Regions from separate parts of the Sus scrofa genome. Here region 1 is linked to region 2. Evidence: chromatin contacts called from public HiChIP or PLAC-seq data. All regions are on one chromosome and are shown on one strand. The core of a region is the stretch at or near the end of the contact, and the rest is flanking DNA. Distances in the headings are between cores, read along the strand shown. Region 1 overlaps GOLGA5 (golgin subfamily A member 5). Region 2 overlaps RIN3 (ras and Rab interactor 3).

The links. HiChIP or PLAC-seq counts read pairs in DNA pulled down with a chosen protein or histone mark.
Region 1: a contact with region 2 is called in an H3K27ac HiChIP or PLAC-seq map of alveolar macrophages. The contact joins two enhancer-like sites. A contact is called at or near these places in 2 of 47 Hi-C or Micro-C datasets (epiblast stem cells and mesenteric adipose tissue) and 1 of 2 datasets of contacts at active chromatin or transcription factors (alveolar macrophages).

What each region holds. Positions count from the first base shown.
Region 1 is chr7:114,257,098-114,261,950 of Sscrofa11.1, forward strand. It overlaps GOLGA5 (golgin subfamily A member 5), which reads left to right. Exons shown (of 13, transcript XM_013989218.2): 8 at 2,335-2,463; 9 at 4,827-4,853. Among named protein-coding and RNA genes, the nearest start is that of GOLGA5, 22 kb to the left of the region's middle. Within about 2 kb of position 2,209, at least 8 of the 83 cell types and tissues checked have an H3K27ac peak or open chromatin away from gene starts, as enhancers often do. A contact at or near this core is called in alveolar macrophages, where this site is marked.
Region 2 is chr7:114,106,245-114,111,312 of Sscrofa11.1, forward strand. The region is part of intron 3 of RIN3 (ras and Rab interactor 3); the gene reads left to right. Among named protein-coding and RNA genes, the nearest start is that of RIN3, 74 kb to the left of the region's middle. Within about 2 kb of position 3,092, at least 24 of the 83 cell types and tissues checked have an H3K27ac peak or open chromatin away from gene starts, as enhancers often do. A contact at or near this core is called in alveolar macrophages, where this site is marked.

The DNA.
Region 1 (4,853 bases), core at 959-3,458, 150 kb after region 2:
ACATACGTCTTGGACATAAGGGTCTTTGATATAAGAGGGTCTCTGAGGATGAGAGAAGATAAAGTGCAGGGTAATGAGCCTTCTGTTTTTAAAACAAAAACCTTTCTGCCAAGATAGTTTTCCTCGCATAGCTCAGCACATTACTGATTTGTAGGATGTACGTGAACTATCGTGGAAAACGTGGAGGTGGTGGGAGTGGGCTGGTTTGTCTGGGGCTCAGGTTTGACTGTCAGATCAAGATGCAGATCCCGGGTCCCGATGTCACACTTAAGAGGTGGGTTACCTCGCACCAGGTACTTCGTCTCACTGGGTCTTAGTTTTCTTATCTGTAAATTGAAGATAAGAGCATGGTTCTCAGTAGTTCCCATGGTGGCTCAGTGGTAACAAACCCAACTAATATCCATGAGGATGCAGGTTCGATCCCTGGTGTCGCTCAGTGGGTCAGAGATCCGGCGTTGCTGTGAGCTATGGTGTAGGTTGCAGAGGGGGCAAAAAAAAAGAAGAGAACCTGGTTCTCTTGGGAACAAGAGATAATATGTGTAAAGGGCCGAGCATTGCTCCTGACACATAGCAGGCTGAGTAAATAGCAGCTGCTGTTATTTCTGGGGGGGGGGTTCCTTATTATTCTTTGAAGTAGGGTCTTTTTTCTGTAAATAATTTTCAATTCCAAAGAGTTTGTTTCCATAAATTTAGAAGTTGAGTAAAGGCTACACTTATTCATACCTATTTAGGGTCTTTTTGTTGCAATTATGAAATGATTTATTTATATCGCATCCCTACCCCAGCATCACTGATGACACCGACACATTTTCCTACCCTTTCTCAAAAAGTTTGTGAAGTTGATAATAAAGAGTATAGCATTAAGTCTGGCAACATGGAAGAACTGTTCACAGTTTTAGTAGCTGTCATTTACCGAGCACTTAATATGCCAAGCACTTCACGAAGCGCTCACCATATATCCTGTCGTTTATTCTTTGTCATTAACCCCACGAGGGCGCTACCGTGTTCTCATTTTACAGTTTGAGGAGACACAGGTGTGGAGGAGAGTAACTTGCCATGACTTGTGAAGTGGCAGAGCCAGGGTTGGAACGCTAGTCTGTCTGATTCTAGAATATGTATCCTTAACCACTGTGCAGACTGCTTACCTCTCAAGAATTCATGTGCTTTAGTTAAATTGATGACAGAGATTAGCCCCCCTTCTGCTGACCTGAAAGTGGTAGGGAAAGATAATTTAACTTATTGCTGTTCTCGTCTAAGTCCACCAAATTGTGTGATGACACTGATCATCTGAGAGTATCACTAATCTGTCATCTCTTTCAAACAACATGCCAAGTGCCAGCGGTTGTGGAGATGAGTGTGTGTAACACAAGGTACCAAAAGCTGAAAAGCGACATGAAGATGCAGGTTTTTGTCTCATGCGGTACTGCATGACTGCACGGATGCTTACCCCGTGGGGAAAACGTAGAGACACGGAGCTGTGTTTACTGGTGGCTTTCACAGGAAACCTAGAAGGTGGTTTTTGAGTTTGAAGAAGTGAGAATAGTGACACCAAGTGAAGAAGTTAGTGTGGGAAGAGGTGCAAACAGATAGTAGTAATAGAGCTGAAAAGGAAAATAATGTGCTAATAACCTTAGGTGATATGAGAGAAAAGTTCTGTTTTTACTGTGTGTTGGATTACTGATATACACACATACACAAAAGCTAATTATAATCTGCAGTTTCAGGGGACTAAGGCAGTGAATCCTCTTTGAGGTTATATCTCTATTCTTCTTGAAATCATTAGTGGTTTTGTTTTGTTTTGTCTTTTTGCCTTTTCTAGGGCTGCTTCCACAGCATGTGGAGGTTCCCAGGCTAGGGGTTGAATCAGAGCTGTAGCCACTGGCCTATGCCAGAGCCACAGCAACACAGGATCCGAGCTGTGTCAGTGACCTACACCACAGCTCATGGCAATGCCGGATCCTTAATCCATTGAGCAAGGCCAGGGATCGAACCTGCAACCTCATGGTTCCTAGTCAGATTCGTTAACCACTGCGCCATGACAGGAACTCCAAAATCATTAGTTTTTGAATAGAGAGGTAAATCTCCCAGTGAGCCTCGCTGTCTGCGCATACTTATTCAAACGGTGGTTCCTGCTGTGCCATCCTGTCCATTTCTTTCACCGTTTGCCCTGTCTTATAGTGAAGTCTGTGTGCTTCTCTTAGTCTGTGACTGTGTCTCATTCACCTCTCCCCCTCCAGTGCCTGCTGAGCCCTGTTCACAGCGCCTGGTGATTGCTTAGTAAATATTGGACTGAATAGCTCATTATTGCCTTCACATGTAAATTCATCTTTTTAGGACATGGAAGCTCAGCAGGTTAGTGAAGCAGAATCAGCAAGAGAACGGCTACAGGATCTGCAAGACCAAATAGCTGGACAGAAAGCATCTAAACAAGAACTCGAGGCCGAGTTGGAGCGACAGAAGCAGGTGAAGTTTAAGGTTGATAACGACCAGGCAAGACTGCCCACTAGCGGTCATGTGAGGAGACATCTAGTGAAGCAGCTTAGAGAAATTCTTCGAGGTTGTGCTCAGAGATCCCTCCTGCCTTTCTGCCCCACCTTCCTCATTGTTTTTTTTTTTAACAGATGAAAAATAGAGGCACAAAATAGTTTTGAGATTTGCCTAGTATCACACAACTGATTAGAGACCAGAACAGAACCCAGGATTCTTTCCACGGTTCTGTGTTTTATTATACCTCCTTGTCAGAGTGTGTATGTATAGAGCACTTAAAACATCACTCGATTTTCATATTTTATTTCATTTGTACTTTCTAAAAACAGTAGTAAATAAATATTACTTAAGGGAGTTCCTGTCATGGCTCAGCAGTGATGAAACTGACTAGTATCTGCAAGGACGCAGGTTCGATCCCTGGCCTCACTCAGTGGTTTAAGGATCTGGTGTTTCTGTGAGCTGTGGCGTAGGCTAGAAGCTACAACTCCAGTTCAATCCCCAGCCTGGAAACGTTCATATACTGTGGGTGTGGCCCTAAAAAAACCAAAATAAATAAATATTACTTAATAGAAATAGAAATACAGCATTAGTTGTATAGATTACTCTTTCTGTTTGAAAAAATGCTTATAAATGATGTTTAAAGTTATGTTTCTTTTGATTAGTATAATTGCTTCCCAAGCCAAACTATTTTACATTAATATACTTGTATAATAGTATTAATACAGTTAAACATGTTTACAGTAACATTTTTGGAATAAGAATCTGTATTTAATATTAATAACATCTATAATTTACTGAGCAACAGCATATTATAGGCACTTAGAATGCATTATCTTATTCTCTCTAAACAGTAAAATCATTGTTCTCTTCATTTTACAGAAGAGAAGACTATTTGTATATTTCTCAGCGCCTCATTTATAGCATTTCTAGCTTTGCATATTTATATTCTTTAAATATTTTCTTATGAAGATGTATTGTTTCTGAAACTGATTCTATTCTCAGAGAAATGTTTGTTTTTCTTATGAAAGTGGCATTTGATTCTGTTTTCTGAGTAGTTAGAGAAAAAAATCTCTAAGTAGCAGCCTGTTGGGCACATCCTAGGCTGTCGGAGATAATTTAGTTAGAAGATTAGCTGTCCTTTTACAGATTGCATTTTAGCATATTTAAGGAGCTATTACATATTAAAAGGCAAAGAATGGATGTTCTTGATGGTTAATGAGATAACTTTCACTGTGTTACCGCCGATGGTTTCACCACATCCCCTTCGGTGCCCTTTTCTAAATTGAGGGAGGTGAGTAAGCAAAGTGGAGCCAAGTGTAGCTCTAGGCTGTTTATTTAGTAACCAGATGTTCTGGATGGGAAATACTTCATCTTGGGATTAAATAATCTAACCTAGAGCTTAGAGGAAGCCGGGCAGAACTTCTTGTGAATTGTTACTCCCCTACCTAATTCCCTTCCTCATTTTCTCTTTTTTCACTTGTCTCAGTTTTTTCCGTCTGAAATGAGCAGGTTGAAATAAATGTTTAAATTAGCCTCTAGCAGTTTGATTCCATTTCACGTTTGCTTTTTCATACGTCTCCCTCTACTTTGCCTGCACAGTTAAGCATGGTGCCTTTGAAGATACTTAATGACTTACTCTTTCTTCCCCGACGTGTGCTTTACTTTTTACTTCCGGTCTGACGCCACGGATTGTGTACCTTGGACAAGCCAGCTTGGTGTACTTGTTAGTAAATTTGGAGGTATTTCTTTCTTACCTCTCTTTTATCACTGATGAGTAAAACAGGTGCAAGATACTGCATGCTAAAACTAAGCCTATGAAAAACTGCTTAAAATCATTAGGGAAATGCTGGTTGAAACTGCAGTGAGACACCACCACATAGCCACTATGACAGCCACGCTTACAGAGACTGACAGTACCAAATGTTGGAAAGGCTGTGGATGACCCGGAACCCTCTCATCTTGCTGTGGGAATGCAAAATGGTACAGGTACTTTGAAAACTGTTCAGAAAACAACTTGGCAGATTTTCTTCCTAGGTTAGGCATACACTTATCATATAATCCAGCAATTCTGTTCCTACGTATCTATCCAAGAAAAACAAAAATGTATGACCAATAAAGGCGTGTGCTTGCAGAGTCATCACCTGCAAATTGACATGTCAGGCCGAAGCATTAACTTCTCGTTGGATCCATTGAAGGCTGTTCGTTACTTCATTCAGTATATACCCAGCACAGAACGACCGAGTGCCTGCCTGCTTTGTGTCAGGCAGGTACTTCCAGGTACTGGAGATGAACTACGGAGCACTGATTTAGCTTTGGTTTATTTGTGCCTCACTTCGTAGGAATTTCACTACATGGAAGAAGATCTG
Region 2 (5,068 bases), core at 1,842-4,341:
GACAACCCTTTAGGGGCCGCGTGAGGGACCTGGACCTGTGGAGGAAGGAAGAGGAACCTGTGGTTCTGGGAGGCACCTGGCATCGGGGACCTGTGACAGTGTCACCCCAGGTCCAGGGGAAGAGGGATTAGAGGGGGTGGTGACAGCAAGGGACACAGGGAGCCACCAGGCCAGGGAAAAAGAAGCCCACACATTCACCCTGGTGCCTGGAGCAGTGCTTGGCACATAGTAGGTTTTCAGCAAACATTTGATGAATGCAACATGAACAGGACCCTGGGTCCAGGCCTCTGGAGGGAGGGCAGAGCCCGGGGTAGAGATGTCGGATCTCCAAGGGTAAGATGCTCAGCCTCTGTGGCAGTCACATCCTTGGGACTCAGGAGGCCCATTTGCACCTCTGTGCTTCGAGAGACGTCTCCTCTTCTTACTGGGCAGCAAAAGTGCCACCTGGTAGCTAAAGGGGGATTTGAATTAGATGACGGCCTGGAGAAACCTAAGACGCTGTGACACTAATTGCCCAAGAGCTTTGAGCCCTGACCCCCAGCAGGTCACCGGAACCTCCCTGTACCCACGGAGATGACTCTTGTGGCAGCAGCAGTGGTGTCCCTTTTCTACCGGGCATTGAAGTGATTCAGGAGCGCATCTGGCCCTATGCCCACAGGGGTTCTATAAATAATACCCTTTCTTCCACTCCTGCCCTCAGAAGCAGTGAGGAAATAAAGGATCAGGACATCAGCTTTCTCATAAAAATTAAAAATTTTACTTTTTAGGACTGCACTGGAGGCATATGGAAGTTCCCAGGCTCTGGGTCAAATCTGAGCTGCAGCTGCCGGCCTGTGCCACAGCCACAGCCACACAGGGTCCGAGCCGCATCTTCGACCTACTTCACAGCTCAGAGCAACGCCGGATCCTTAACCCACTGAGCGAGGCCAGGGATCAAGCCTGCGCTCTCATGGATACTAGTTGGGTTCATTACTGCTAAGCTACAACAGGAACCCCTAAAAAAGTTTTAAATTAAAAATAAAAAAGAATTCCCACTGTGGCACAGTGGGTTAAAAATCTGACTGCAGTGGCTCCAGTCACTGCAGAGGCACAGGTTTGATAGCCAGCCTGGTGCTAAAGGATCTGGCGTTGCTGCAGCTGGCCGCGGTGTACGTCACAGCTACAGCTCAGATTCAGTCCTTGGCCCAGGAACTTTCATATGCCATGGGTGAGCCCATTTAAAAAAAAAAAAAAAAAAAAGAACATCAGCTTTCCCCCGATAGACTGATCTGGGGGATGCAGTCTGACTTACAGCTGAAATCAAGAGCCTTGTTACCAGCCCCTCCTTGCACTTGCTCCCTGGAACGGCAGGCTCCCCGTGGCAAGGGCCAAGCCTGCCCCAAGATGCTTACAACAGGGCCAGGGAGAAGAAAGCTGAGTCCTGAGGCCAGCTGGCTGGCTGTCCACCAGCAGGTGTTTCAGTAGCATCTCAAAGCAAGTGAAATGTCCATTGACTTGAGACCCATCCCTTGTTCTTGGTTCCACACCCAGGAAGTGGCTCTTGGTGTCTCTGTACTGCTGGTGAAGAGGCTGTAATGTGATTCTTATGAGGCTGAGCTCAAGGACCCTGAGTCCGGGTGACACTCCTGCTTGCATTCGTTCCATCCCAGCATTGAAGTCAGGCGCCGGCTATGTGCTAAGTGGCTCTAGGGGCTGGCATTCGCAGGGCTCCAGGGCTCCCACCGGTTGTCCCAGGAGCTCATGCTGGTTCTCTCTCTGGTTTCGGAAGCTCAGTGCTCTTGACATTGGAATCTTGGGCATCCTTGGCTGCAGAGCACTGTCCCGTGTGCTCTGGGATGTTTAGCAGTATCCCGGGCCTCTGCCTCCTAGATGCCAGTGGTACCACTCCCGTCCCCTCCTAACAAGCTAAGATGTCCACTCACGGCCAGATGTGCCCTGGGGCACAGACCAGCTCCTGACTGGGAACACTGCGTAAGGCTGTGCCATCAGCCTCAGCAACCAGGAACCACATGAGGCTGCTAAACACTGTGGATGTCGTGAGTCTGAATTGAGATGAGCTGTGCTAAGGACATACCAGATTTTGAACACATCATATAAAAAAAAAGACGGTGAGATGTCTCAGGAATTTTTTGTATTTACAGTTTGTTGAAATGATGCGATTTTGGATGTGTTGGGTGAAATAGGATCTGTGAGAATGATTAATTTGCATTTGTTTCTATTTCCTCTTTCTAACGTGACTGTGAGAAAATGTGCAATTGCACATATGCCTTGCATTATATTTCTACGGGACAACAAGGTCTAGAGAGCCAAGGGCCCAGCGTGCTGGGTAAGAGCTCGGGCTGCAGAGTCAGGGTCCCCTACGGTCACATCCTGGTACCACTTCCCAGCTCTGTGACCTTCGGCCAGCTGCCTAAGCTCCCTGGGTCTCAGAGCTCTCATAAGCGGCAGTCACAGACAGACCAAAGTTCCCAAACTCTCGAGGGTGGGGACAAACTTTGTAAGCTCCTGAAGTTGAAGCTGGGTTGTCTTCTGGGCCAGGTAGTTTCTTGATGGCTTGCCCCCTGGCACCTGGGGCCGTTGTCACCATCAGGGTGGTACCTGGGCCACCTCCCTTTCCTCCTGTCCCTTCTGCTCCCAGAGAGAGCCGTGGTTTTCAGGATGGGTCCATTATGTCAAAAAGAAGCCTGCCTGCCCCACAATCTGAGCAGAGGAGCTGGCGGCTTGCTCTCCCCGACGGACGTGGACGTCGAGGCTTGTTCCCTGTGGGTCGTTCAAGCCGCGGGGGGCGGGCTCAGCATCTCTCCCCCACCCCCGCCCGTTCCTTCTCCACAGACACCTCCCCCATGTGCTTACCCTTTATTTAGTCTTCCCTGACACTTGGCACTTCGCACATCTGTCCGATGTCTCCCCCTCTGTTTTGGCATCTGAACCTATAAATAGTCCCCGTCTGCGTGGTGACAGCTCGTTCTGGATTCCTTTTCCCAGACTGGATGCCTCATCTGCACGGTTGCTAAATAAGGAAGAGCACCGTCCAAGAAAAGGAAGCTTTTGTTACAGCTCGAACGATGTCGTGGCAGTTCTGCAGATGTGGCTGCTGACGCGGGTGCAGGGAGAATGCTCTCAGTAGTAGCCAACCTCGTCCAGCACATGGCCTGATCCAGGCAAGGCCCTGGGCCCGGGACAGAAGGAAGGCCGGTGCCCTGCTTTCTGGGGCTTCATTCTGGCCAGAGTCAGGCCTGGGTGTCATGGTCATGTCCTGATGTGGCATTGTCACGCTCTAAGGGAGAGTGTATGCGCAGGAAAGACCAGAGGGAGGCGAGCATAGCCCTGCTGCCCAGGAAGCCCTCTCCCAGGGCAGCAGGGGCCTGCCTGGGGACCGAGGAGGCCACGTGTGGCACATGGAGTGCATTCTGGTCTGAAGCCCTCCCTCCACTCCACGCCACTTCTGCTAAACACAAGGTCTCTGATGTGCAGGCTCCCGGCCTGGAGGCACCTGGTCAGAACCTCAGGCCAGTTACTTAAACCCTCTGAGCTTCAGTTTCCTTGCCTCTAAAATGAGGATAATGGCCTTGTCATGATAATTAGAATACAGAGGTTAGGAGTTCCCGCTGTGTCTCTGGAGCACTGGGACCAGGTCAGATCTCTGGCCCCACAGAGTGCATTAAGCTGTGACTCAGATCTGGTCCAGGGCCCAGGAACTCCATACGCCGTGGGGCAGCCAAGAAAGGAAGGAAGGATGGAAGGAAAGGAGGGAGGAAGGAAGGAAGGAAGGCCGGCAGGCAGGCGGGGAGAGGCTAGCACGCAGCAGGCACTCAGTGGAGAGTGGATGATATGCACTAGATGAAACTGTTGTCTTTTTAAAACTCTGCAGATGATAGTGATAGCCCTCTATTACTGATCAGGAGGCTCAAATCTGGACAAGCCCACACTGCAAAGTTGGGAGAAGGAGGCAGAACGTCAGCAGTGCAGGCTCAGGATCTAAATTCCGGAGAGCATCAGAATCAAACTCTAGACACCACCCAGGCTAACCCTCTTTCCCAGGACAGCGAAGCACCTTGTTTGGACCTCAGTTTCCCCGTCTATGCAAGGAGGGAGGTTGGGCCAGAGCTGTCTCCAAGAGCCCTTCTCTTCTGGCTTTCTAGTGGTTCCCCACTAGAGATGCATGGGTCTAGTCTGAGCAAACCCGGAGTGTGGTAGAGAACTCAATAAAAAGATGTTGCTGTACTTTTTTCATCCTGAAATTCCTAAGACAGAATCAAGAGGTGATTGTTCCTTATGCCAAGCACAGCCAGCAAAGATGGCCTTGACTCACACCCAGGGCTGCCATGGACAGTTGTGCTGCTTGTGCACTGACCAAAAGTGCCTGGTAGGATTAAATCCAGCTGGTGTTCTGCTTGTCACGTTGTGCAGTTTAGTGGAGGAGGAAGCCCTTGCCAAACCCTCTAACTGGGCACCGAGAGCCTTTAGAAGTGGCCCCCTGACCATGGCTGCCAGGTCCTCTCCTGTTCCTTTCTCACTGGCCTCCAGTCATAAGTGCATTGGGCAAAGGCTTGCTGCGCTGGGACTCTGCACAGGAGGCCCTGCAGTGGGTCCTGCCCCAGGGGCCTGTGGTTGATGGGGAGATTGGGGGATGCAGAAGGGTGATCTCCTGAGAGGCCTTGGGGCTGGAGAGGGGCTGGGAGCTTTACACAGGGAGGCTCGGGCCTGGGAAAGAGACAGACAAGGAACTCCAGGGCCAGCCGCTAAAGCAGGGGCCAAGACCCCCACCCTGGACTGTGAGTAGCAGCCAGGGAGAGAGAAAGGGGCCTGTTTTCCTCAAATTTCCAAATCAGCACCCTTTCCCCGGTCCCTGAGCCCTAGCCCACCCCCTGCCATCCACCCCACCCAGGCTTTCCAGACCTCAGTGTTGTCATCGACGGAGGGGCTGCCCTTCCTCACGCAGGGCCTCTCTGTGGGGAAGCGCTCAGTCTGCGCCGTAAGCTGGGGGCCCCAGGAGGCCGCCGTGACTCCTGTCCTCGCGTGGCAGTGGAGAGGAAGCTACCAGAGACTTGAAGGCTTTGGTCTGCGG